2 separate regions of the Zea mays genome follow, and region 2 is linked to region 1. The links are chromatin contacts, called in public Hi-C maps. All regions are on one chromosome and are shown on one strand. The core of a region is the stretch at or near the end of the contact, and the rest is flanking DNA. Distances in the headings are between cores, read along the strand shown.

What was found. Hi-C and Micro-C count contacts between places; a contact is called where the count stands out from the background.
Region 2: a contact with region 1 is called in a Hi-C map of ear, with 1.9 times the contacts expected there. The contact joins the promoter of LOC100284076 here to the promoter of LOC100285106 in region 1. A contact is called at or near these places in 2 of 25 Hi-C or Micro-C datasets (ear and tassel).

Annotation. Positions count from the first base shown.
Region 1 is chr3:214,722,536-214,728,694 of Zm-B73-REFERENCE-NAM-5.0, forward strand. LOC100285106 (galactosylgalactosylxylosylprotein 3-beta-glucuronosyltransferase 1) reads left to right here and starts at 2,354. Exons shown (of 4, transcript NM_001158001.1): 1 at 2,354-2,601; 2 at 2,763-3,744; 3 at 5,064-5,313; 4 at 5,775-6,159. The coding sequence starts at 2,819. The coding sequence ends at 5,945.
Region 2 is chr3:215,223,333-215,229,491 of Zm-B73-REFERENCE-NAM-5.0, forward strand. LOC100284076 reads left to right here and starts at 2,938. Exons shown (of 4, transcript NM_001156974.1): 1 at 2,938-3,400; 2 at 4,737-4,821; 3 at 5,592-5,721. The coding sequence starts at 3,101.

The DNA.
Region 1 (6,159 bases), core at 1,104-3,603:
ACGCTCTAATAGAGGCAGGCGTCTTAAACCATTCGCCTCGATTAATGATCTATTACCGGAAGATGCACACCTCGGTTAAGTAATTAAAGCAGGTGAAATAATTAAATCAATCACCTCCATTATATTATCGAAAACATGCTAACGTGGTATTTTTAGAGTTTTGAGACAATAATATTCTAGCCCAAATGTTGTTTTATTGGTCATAGAAAAACTATGGTTTCAATACCATAGTTTAGTCAATACTGTAGTATTTTTGTGGTATTTGATACTCCACTCAGATCTAAAGTTTGTCTTGCCGTACTCCGGCTATGACCAGGGCAGCGCACTCTCTTCTACTCGCTCGTGGAGGCGGTACTGGTGTTGGGCTCGTCGTGCCACTCGTCCGGTGGTGCCAGCTTCAATGGTTCAGAAATAAAAATAATAAAAGACTAACTCTGTTGTTGAATATTTGTCGCCCGCTAATTTATTTTTAAATTAAACGGCGACAAATAAAAAAGAACGAATGAAGTATTATTCCTTTGACATTTGAGCTTTTTAAGAGCAGTGGTCTGCTGCTTCAGTGAAATCAGATTGTCCAGGTTGTTTTCCATATTATACAATGTGATATACCGGGGTTTTGACAATAAGGTGTTGAATTTCTTTTGACCATATATTAAGATGCTCTCATATGCTACCAAAAAGCGGGTTAGTGAGCGAAGAAGGTGATGCATTATCCTTGACAATTTCAATTTAAACTATAACCAAACAAACTTTGGTTTATGTAAATACTACTTTTGATGTTATAGCAATTGTAAACCGTGGTTTTTAAAAACCGTGTTGACAAACAGGCCCTAAGTTGGTCACCTCCTTTAATAATTAACAAAGGTGACCACTTAACAAGGGGTGGTGCTAGGGATTGGCGGAGGTGGCAATCCATTGTGTGCGTCACCACCTTTTTCTAGCTAGTGCCTCGTAAGGGCTGGTTTGGAAGTAAGGATAATGGAGGGGATTGAAGGGGCTAGAATCCCTCACTATTCAATTTTAAATAGTGAGGGATTATAGCCTCCTCAATCCCTTTTATTCCACTTGCTCCCAAACAAACCCTAAATTTTTTTATGTAGTAGTGTTTCTTGTTCATCTAGTCAATGATTTTGCTAGAACTCAAATATTTGTTTTGTTATATATAAACATTTTTCCTTGGTTCATTACTTATACTAAGCTTCACTATTCCGTCATGAAATGCGTTTAGTTATTAGGCATGATGGCAATATTTTTCCTTATAGTTTACACATCATGCCCTAGCTTGATCACAGTTAGGGAAAGTTTCTTAACCATTTGTTTTGTCAGTTATAATGTCTACCATCTATTTCGTCAGCTATGAATCTAGAAGGATACAATCATAGTCATACTCTATTTCTATTATATACATAATGTTAATGATGGTTGGTGTCCTAATTCTATTATTGACCGTTATAATATTTATAACAATAGTTTATTTTTTCAGTTACCTCTAACATCAAGAGAGAATATAAAAGCTCTATCTACGGTGATGATTTTATATCTTGTATAATCTAAAGCTTCATATACATGTTGTAGACGTAGTGATATAGCTATAGGCTCGTGATTTCTTCCAGAAAGAAAACTATTTTATATTACACTTTAAAGGCTAGTTTGGGAACCCTAATTTCCCAAGGGATTTCTATTTTCACAAAGGAAATTAGTTCATTTTCCCAAAAAAATAGAAATCTCATGGAAAATTGAGGTTCCCAAACTAGTCCTAAGACTTCATAGATATATTTTAAAGAAACGAATAAATATAATGCTAGTGAACGTCTCGTTAAGGTTTCTATCCCAATTCTGTTAGGTTGTATCTATCATATTACCTATCCTGTCTCATATTCTATTTTACATTTCAAACTTTATTTTATAAATACGCAAAACAGTGTTTTGCATAATTATGTACGATTCGCCGGATACAACCTTATTTATTAGTATGATACATAATAATAAACTCTACCCTCTTTGATTTTATATGCTCTATTATCTAAAACACCGTGTCGGTGTAGGGACACAAATATAAGGTTCTGTGTTTAAAAAAAGGAATTTAATATTTAATTTCAAAACGTTGTATCTGTAAGAAATCATCAATGAATTAAAAAGTATTCTTCTTTGCCATACCGTGTTGAATGCGGCACAGCCCACAAGGCCACAAGCACAGGCAATGGCTGCATAGCTATGGCTACCAATGATGATGAGTCTTAAAATGCCGCGATCTCAGGGGCTTAAATGCAACGGGGGCTCTCGTCTCCCTCACCTTCCTGACGGCGACTGCGCAGCCATATCCTCCTGACCTCCTCTCCATCTCCTCTCTTTCGCTGTCTACCCTCACCAACTCCTACCTCCCGAGACAAATTCCGAGGTCGACACAAGAAAAGGGAAAGAACCACAGGTAATTGCCTTCCTGTGTCGGGATTGTAGCTCCAATCCACTCCGCGCCGGCCGGGTGCGCTGCCATCCGGATCAGACGCCCTCGCATCTCTCGCCCTTCCGGCATCGTATCCCCTGGGCGGCAGCGGAGTAAAGATCCGACCCGCTTGGGATTGTTTGCTTCTCCTTTTTGCGGTAAGGAAGCCCCGCTTGAATCGATAGTTCATTTCCCTCTGCATAATTCGAAATTCTCCTTCAGTGACCGATACCAATCGGTCCAGTTTGCTGTGGACTAGTGTGATGATTGGCGGAGTGCTAATAGATGTTAATTTTCTTTAATTTTGGTCCCGCGTTAGGTGCGCCGCTGGACTCCAGTGCTGCACATGCTCGACGACGGTGCTGAGCTCCTGCAATGGCCCGAAGAAATGCCGGCGCAATGCAGCGGGAGGGTTCCGCGGGGTCGGTTAAGGACTGGTCGGAATTCGACCCTTCGCCGTCTCCCAAGCTGGCGTACTCGCAGTCCTACGTCGCCATGAGAGGGCTGTTGACGTCGGTGGCTTCTCTGGACCCTGTCCTGACGTCGAGCAGCCTCAAGTCTCTGTGGGCAGCCTTGTCATCGCACAGGCACGCTCGGTCCTTGGAGAGGCCAAAGTACAAGGGGATGAACTGGAAGAGGCCCATGTTCCACCTGCTTGTGTGCTTCTTAGTAGGAGTTTTCATTGGATTCACACCACTCTTCTCTCTCGATTTATCCAGTAACATAGATTCTGAAAACGAGACGCTTCCGTTTGACGGGGATGTGGTTAACAGACAGATGCTGGAACTTAAAAGTACAAGGTTGGAGCCGATTGTGGCTGCGGCAGAGACTGAAGCCGCCCAAGAACAACAGGTTGATGAGAGTCCTCCAGTTCCTGCGATGCTGGATGATGAGGCGGACTTCATTGAAGCGTCACATGTCCAACCTTCTGTTAATGATTCTGACATTGTTGCAAAGAAGCAGCTGATAATTGTGACAACAACTTCTGTTCGACCACACCAAGCTTATTACTTGAACCGCCTGGCTCATGTTTTAAAAAATGTACCACCTCCTCTTCTGTGGATTGTGGCGGAATGGCCATATCAGTCCCGTGAAGCAGCGGAGATCCTGAGGTCTTCTGGGGTTATGTACAGACATCTTATCTGCAATCGGAACAGTACAAATATAAGGAAGATTATTGTCTGCCAAAAGAACAATGCAATTTTTCATATCAAGAAGCACCGTTTAGATGGTATAGTACATTTTGCTGATGAGGAGCGAGTGTACTCAGTTGATTTATTTGAAGACATGCGAAAAATCAGGTGACCTTTCTGTGCTGACACTTTCTTCGCAGTACTGGAATTTATAGTAGTTCTGCTTATCTCAAATTTGTTCATGGACAAATTTTGAAATGGTGGAAGATCCTATTCCTAACATAGCCTTTTTATATACAGTTTACTGATGTACTTTTAATCATCAAAATACTTTTGACCTATCGTTTACTTGATTGTTCTACCTTTTGCCATGTACTTTGCTTGTCAATGTTGTAAAATCTCTAACTGTTGTTCCATACTGACACTGTATGCCTGTGATTGCTAGTTATTATTAAATATTGTTTTGTTTCTAAAATCTTCTAATACGTAGTGGTGTTGTAAATGATACAATCAACTCTGGTAAGACGATACTTTTCTAGAAACTAAAGGTTCACAATCTATTTGGTTGAATGCAGATATGCATTTTAGGTGGAGCTTGATGCAAGAATCCAATTCTTCCTTTTTCCCTTTCCCCCACTTTCAGTCTTCTTTTCTAGTAGCTATAATTTCATTTTTATGTGTGCTCCTGTGCTTTCTAGAGCTGTAGAATGGTCCACCATACTAAAACATATTTTATTTTCAAAATTTTAATAGGAAGCAGAGCTTTTCTCATTTCTCTCCTCCACTAAACAAAAGCTTCCTTGATGATTACTTTAGATGCCTTTAAAGGATATCCTACTAAGCGTATCGCTTTTTAGTCATTTAGCTAACCACCCATTTAACTAACCACCTTCTGGTGTGGATGCGAAGACAATGTAGTGGAACTTCCTGGTCTAATTTTTTCTTTCCTCGAACGCAAGATGCATGCCATTTCATTAAAGAAGGAATAAAAGTCACCACACCCCTCCACAAGATATCGGTTGACTCATGCCACAAACAAAAGCAAGAAACAGTCGACAACTATTACCATGTTAGCAACATTATTCAGCTATTCAACTCCCAAGATCCTTAGCCCTGGTTGCGATTCATAGTGAAATCTCTCCCGCTGCAGTTCATACCAGCATGTCCAGGTCCAATTGTTATTACTGAATTATAATAGGTATGCAATAACTCCCGCATTAGATTACAGAGCAATAATATTTCCTTGAGATTCCTGACACGACAAGGAGATTATGATCTCTCTAATCTGTATATAGCTGGCTGCTTTTCACATCCGGGAACAACCTAGGATTTAGTCACTATAGTGCTCCTGTAGTACTTTCTTCAATTTTTACATAATGTATGTTATTTGTAGCACAGTAATATTCACCGATACAATCTTCTATGAGCACCTCTCGTCTCAAAGTGACAGTTGAGAATGTTCCTCATGATTTTCTGATGTCCTGCAGGCGCTTTGGTACGTGGCCAGTAGCGACACATGTTGGAGCCAGGTACAAGGTGGTTTTGGAAGGGCCTGTCTGTAGGGGTAATCAAGTCACTGGATGGCATACAAACAAGAGAGGGGGTGTACCTCGTCGGTTTCCAATTGGTTTCTCTGGTTTTGCTTTTAACAGCACTATACTTTGGGATCCCCAGAGGTGGAACAGCCCCACTTTAGAGTCTATTATACTCCATTCAGGTGGCAGAGGTGGCTTGCAGGTTAGTATTTTTATCACTATTTTTGTTCAAAAGAAAAGTAGAAAACAAAGAAGGCGATTATATGTTTTCACATAGGTGTGGAACTTTGGTTTCCTAATAGAGACAAATCTACTGGGTTGATGTTTGATCTTAATGGTAATATATCTGGCTGAATAAATTTAATCCAGCAGAGCATGCTTTAAGTTAATCCAATGTCTTCCGGTTGGATAGAACTGCAGTACGAAGATTCACTAGATTCAGTGAATTACTGAACTTAAGATACAACCTATTGTGATGAGTCTGAACCTACCATACATACATTTGAGCAACATGAAACCACAGCGTTGTTAAAATGTACAAGTGCCTCATGAACATTTGTTATGGGTGGTAGCAGCACTGAAATAAAAACCTACCAAAGAGGCAACACTTACTAAAGCACACAAGGAAACACCTGTATATTGACGCAAATTGTGGCACTGCAGGAGTCAAGATTCATCGAGAAGCTTGTCGAGGACGAGACTCAGATGGAAGGCCTCGCAGACAACTGCACTCGGGTTATGGTCTGGAATTTGGACTTGGAACCTCCACAGCTGAATTACCCTACTAGCTGGCAGCTGCAGAAGAACCTAGACATCGTCGTGCCAATAACATAAACCGCGATGCTGCTGCTGCCCTTTTTGTTCGCGCCTCCTAGTGAGTGTGGTGGAATGATGACGACAATGCCCATGCCTTCCTGAACTTGGTAGCGTCCAGGATCACGCGAAGCTGCTCTGCCAAGACCTGGTTCGAATAATGTGGTACTAGTAACAACAGTTGGAAAGCGAAGAAGCCTGCCTGACAAAAGGAAAAATTCTTTCTCCCCCCGTT
Region 2 (6,159 bases), core at 1,688-4,187, 500 kb after region 1:
CAAGATCGTCCGGATCTTATAGTGCGTGTCTTTCATGCGAAACTACAGGAGCTAAAGCATAGGTTGACTAAACTGGATATTCTCGGTAAAGTCCGAGCCTACGTCTACGTCGTGGAATTTCATAAACGAGGTTTGCCACATGCCCATTTCCTACTCATCAGTACAAGCTCACGTGCCCTGAACAGTATGACCTTTTGATCTCAGCTGAAACTCAGCTCTGAATCAACACGACACAATGCGCACCACAGATACGGAGCCACGCCCAGAAATACTTCCTCAAGGTCCAGAAGCTTGGGCTGGCTGTTGGGCTGCCGCCGATGTACCCGAGGCGCCACTTCGCCATGCAGCAGCAGCAGCAGAGCTCGGTGGCCGGTGGTAGCAGCGCGGCCGCCATGCCGCTGCTGCACGGCCGGCAACCTACTTGCGCGCCGGTCGCCATGCCAGGTCTGGTCGAGCTCGACGCCGTCGCCCATCACGGTTCCATCGGCTGGAGCAGCCCCAGTGTGGTCGTCCCTGCGGCCAGCAGCGGCGGCGGTGGCAAGTACCTTCCTTTTTTGTGTGTCCACTCTCTGCATTCTTTTCAGAAATCTGAGCAGTGTTTCTCGCCACGTTGTTTCTGAACATTTCTATTCTCTTTCTAGGGATGCAAGGCTTGGACTTGGAGTGGGCGGCAGGCGCTTCGGTTCCAGGGGCAAATATTTGGTTTTACACATGCAGGTGGATGTGTTCTCTTTTGGGATAATTTTATGGAAGATCTTGACTGGTGAGGAACCGTATGCAAATATGCATTGTGGTGCTATCATAGGTATGTATCCGCGATGCCCATCCAACCTTTTGTTTGCCTTTAAGCATTGATACATTTCTCGAATGCGTCAGCATTGATAGAAGTGATTACAAGTCGGGCGACCAGCTGGTCGTGCTATAGGACCAACCAGGCGCCTATAGTTCACACTTCACTGAACTATGCAGTCTACAGACATCCTGTGAAGTGTGAACTATAGGATTACAATGGACAGTGGTAAGAGATAGGAAAGGGAGTGAAGGAGGGGAGCAGGTGCTAAGGGAGTGGTAACTGCACATAATCGTTGTGGCAAGGTTTTTGAAGCGAGTAGCAGAGCCTCGGCAGTCAGTAATTTCTGTTGTTGCTTCGCCACCCTCAGCACACGATGAAGTTGTTGTTCTGAACATACAGCTGGCTCAGAGTAACTGAAAAGCCTATACCAGAAAATATGCCCCCACTAAATGCATTATCAGCAACATCACTGATTTGAACAGTAATATTTCAATACTATTATTTCAATACTATGTTTGTGGCGCTTGCGAACTCTCATTTCTTGCAAGCACTCTTTTTTGTGAAATGCTTATTGATTTGAAGGTGCTTTCAGATCATGTTTCCTTCAACACTACAAGGAACTACTGAACTACGTCGAGGAGAATTGTGCTCCAGCAGTTTATACACCAGAATTAAGATAAGTGTGCATTGCTGGAAGGTACCTTTCTTCAGGCTAGGATTTAAGGGTTTTCTTATTTTTTTAATGTTTTAACAGATGAGATAGGTGCAGGTTCCAGCATGTCCTCGTTTTTTGTGACCACATACCTTCACGGTTCATGCATCATACCATTTATTGATCGTACCGCAGGTACATTCAAGGTGCTCCTCTTCTGGGGAACTCTGCAGCTGCTTCTGATGAGATCCTCGCAGTTGACACTCCTTCAGATGGAGGCGATGTTGTTATTGTCAGTAGTAGTGAGAATTCTACATCTACTCCATCAGCTGTCTCGTGGCGAGCCCGGTTCGTTGGGCAAGGTTACAAGCAGGTAAAACACATCATTTCCCGTGGTTAAGGGAGGGTTTTATGGTTCAGTTGAGACAGTTTGCGGATCAAGTGTGAAGCAAAACCATTTGACATCAGATTCACGACCAGGTTTGTGGGCGAGCAGTTGTGTGGGGCGACGACGTTGTTCGTGAGATGGCAGCGCATCTGGACTACTTATCTATTAATTTCTTGAGAATTAAAGGAGGAGGTCTTGAATATTTGTCCTTAATAGTTTATATTGTCAGTTTTACAAGAGTAGATATCTCATTACAGATATCTCATTACACTGGTTGTTGTTCTTGGATTTGAAATTTCTGTTGGAGTTGTTGTCTGGAACTCTGGATAGCATGCTGTGGTAAGAGCAACTGATGATAAGAAAATATATATGTTGCTTATGTAAAGGAGAAGTGTAAAACAAAAAGGTCTCGACTTATAGTGAGTTCGTTTTCCCACTGTTCTGTAATCTTTCAGTTGGTTTGACCACGGTTGAAGGAATCTGATACTGCTACCGAGACATGAGAGACTATGCACGAGACATGTAAATTAACAAGACTCATACAAGCGCGGGACAGTGTGCTGATGGGGCATAAGGGTAACACATGCTCAGGTCTTAACATATTTGGTTTTCGAGTAAACTTTCTCTAGACCCCCAAGGAAATATAGCCCCTGTTTGTTTCGACTTTTCGTAGCTTTTGGCCACAAAAAACTGCTGCGGACTGCCAAACACTCAGCTTTTCAGTCAACTTCTATAAAATTCGTTTGGGTAAAAATCATTCAAAATCAACATAAACATATAATCGGTTGAATCATCACAATAATAGTAATCCATCATTTTATAGATCCTGACCCATGATCAACTTTATCTTCCTCCGCACACGTAATCCTAATGATACTCAGATTCTCACCACAGCCAGATTCTCCACACAACTAGATTCTTGGAAAAGCTGGTCAGAAAAAAACTGAACCAAACAGGCCCATAAGATCCGATTAGATATGTGTCGATGCCCACCAGCGTATTCTCGTTGCAACGCACGGCCACACACCTAGTTAAACAATATGAGTATACCGTACACGACAAGCCGTTTTTATAAAAAAAATACGACGGACTAGCTGAGTAGGTACTCGTCAGCTACAATTCTACGGTCCATACAAGTAGATCGAGGGTGGTCGAGCGTTTCTTTCTCTCTTCGGCTGAACGCGGTTTTGCACAAGCGAGCAAAGAGAGGGAGAGAGAGAAAGAAAAGAAAAGAAAAGAAGGGGAGGGCCGCGACTGTAGTGGGGAGATGCCTCGGCATACTGCGCCCGCGGCGCCGCCATCGGAGCGCGGCGAGATGGACGAGGTGGTAGAGGCGGATCCGGACACGGAGGCGGAGGATCAGGAGGAGAGGTGGGCGACGCTGCTACCAGAGTTGCTCTCCGACGTGTTGCTGCGCGTCGAGGCCTCCGGCGCCGAGCAGTGGCCGGCGCGGAAGGACATCGTCTCTTTCGCCTGCGTGTGCCGCTGGTGGCGGAAGGCCGCAGTCTCCGTTGTGCGTCCTCCGGCGGAGTCCGCCAAGATCACCTTCCCCTCCTCGCTCAAGCAGGTGATGACGAAAGCTTCGGTTTCAGCTGTTCGCTCGCACATGGTCAGTAGAGTGTCTTAGGCACTTACCTGCCGATTCAGCGTGTGCGGCGGCGTTGGTCTGTGTATATCCATGTCGTCTTTGAGGAGAGACGCGATATGCGACTTTGGTCCTTATTGGCGAAGCCTCCGTGATGGATGATGATATCCACGCATCGGAATAGGTAGTCCTGTAAAAATTGAGGGCGAATCTCGCCTCTGCATGCTTTTGGACCGTCAGTTCTGGCCATGAAACCATGTGGTCGCTTACTCTTGCGAGTTCGAGAAATTGGAGCACTGGTGGGGTTAATAGATTTGTATTGTTTTATATACGATAATTGCTACATATCTGTTAACAGTTCTAGAATGCAAGATCGATCAAATTACTGACCTCACGATTATGCAAAATAATTCGAGCTGATCTCATTCTCAGGAAAACTCATGAAGTCCATGAACTGCGGAGGAGTTTAGGGTTAGGGGCTGGGGGTTTTGGTGGGGAGGAATTTGTTCTTGACAATGGCACCGCTCATTGTGGTGGTGGGAATTGATGATGGGGGAGGTATGTTTCATTCTAGTTAGCGAGGGACTAGCAGTGATGACAGATGCAGTGGCAGGAGCCGCTAGAGACAGAGGAGGCAGGCACAGTGGGGGTGCTAGAGCCAGGAGGAAAACTATGGGAGAAGCGAAAGGAGTCGTACGGCTTGGTGCTCATGGTGTGCGACACCATGACACGCAGATGACAGGAAGGCGGCAGGCGGGGTGCTTCATTTGGCCCATTGAATCTGGTGTACAGGTATCATTGCAGTAGCAATATGGAAAAGAAAACAGGTCACTGGATGTCCGTCATAAAGGTCCAAATCTGACGTACTTTGGGCACAACAATCTGTCTCAGAATTTGCTTTTGGAGGTGAATCAATCTGGTTCATTAGTTTATCTAATGCATTGGGTGACGTTTGATACTGGCCATGGGTTTACAAAAATATTCCACAATCAGAATCCAGAAGTGTCTAGTTTTTGCTACAAATTAACCTAGCAGATGGAAATGCGGGGGTTAGCATTTTCTGGGGGCTTGTGGTAGTGCTCGTTTGCATATTTTTGTTAGCTTCAGTTACTTTGGTTATTTAAGATTCTAATGAGATAAATAACCAGGCAGGTCGATTGCATGGTTTGCGTTATATGGCGACATCAGTATTTTTTATACGATCAGCCATTCAGATATTTAGGACATAGTTTGAGAAGTTTCTTTGCAAATTCAGTGTCATAGTGTTTCTTATTTGACATCTGTGTTCCTAAATCTTACACCATTTCTCAAAACACAGCCAGGGCCTAGGGAGAACCCAATGCAATGCTTTATCATGCGGAATAAGAACTCTACATTCTACCTCTACCTTGGCTTCACAAGTTGTAAGTACAAGATATGATGTGCACGTTCATTTGAAATCCACTTTAAGAGAATCTAGCACCTTTTTTCATTGTTAAATAATGCATGATATATTCTTTCTTATGTAACTCTGGCAATTTCACTTCCCTACCTAATTGCTTCCTGTCATCAGGATATTTATTGGACCAACATGATAGATTAAATTTGCTGGACAATAGGATGCATTTGGGTTTAGCTCATTTGTGATCATGGGGAAACATGGTAGATTGAATAATGAAACAGAACAAGCAGTTTACTTGAACACAATACTAGGATAGTTACTTGTAGCCCTTGTAGTCCTGTGACATACATGTAATCATGGGTAGTGACAGTTCTTCACATTATCTCTTACAAGCTCTTACCCTCAAGAGCTCAGGGATGACCTGGCTAATTGTTTTCTTACGAGACTCCCTGTTATTATCTTAGATTTTCTGACTGTATCTTGTGAACTGAGGTGCATTTACACCTAAGTTTAGGCTAAAAGAAGTCTCATAATACACATAATGATCATATTTTTGTATAATTTATGCTTGTGTGCATATTCCATCAAATGCTACATGTTTTTTATGTAGAATTCTTTTGAAGTGCACAGCTACACATTCCAAGCTGGGTGTGGATTTGTACTTTTATGTCTACATAGATGTCCCTTTGTAACTTCTTTTTACATCAGATGTATTTTTTTCTTCAGCCTCTTCACCATCAGATATACTATGACTAAGACCTTTTTCTTTCTCTTTTCTTGGGCATCTGATAGCACCTGTGTATAAAGGGAAGTTTCTCATGGCTGCTAGAAGATTAAGGCGTGGTCCCCATACTGAGTACATTATATCTCTTGATGCAGAGGACTTATCACAAGGGAGCAATTCATACATGGGAAAACTGAGGTGAGGTTCAATAGGATTCCAGAGTTCTCCTGAATCTTCTTGTATTAGCTCTACTTATGAATTGGTTCTGAAAGTGATGTGTTCTGGTGCAATTAGGTGGCACATGACAAAAGATTTTTGAAAGCATAACTTAAGATACACAAAATGAATAAAATTGCAAGATTTGTGAGTTCTAACTGGTACCTGTGTTTTGATATGCCTTGCTCTTCAACTACCTGGTAATATTTTCTGATAGTTCATAGTTTACATGGTACACTGTTTAAGTGTTTATGTACTCCTATCGAAGAACAAACTCCCAGAACCTGCTAGCATGCCTAGTACATTACTTGGCCTTAGGGCTTGCAGTACATGGAAACCGTTGCAACTTTGCAATTGACTGGTTGTGTCTTTGCACTGCCGATGTATTTGATATTGCAAAAATTCATTGACCGTCTAGTT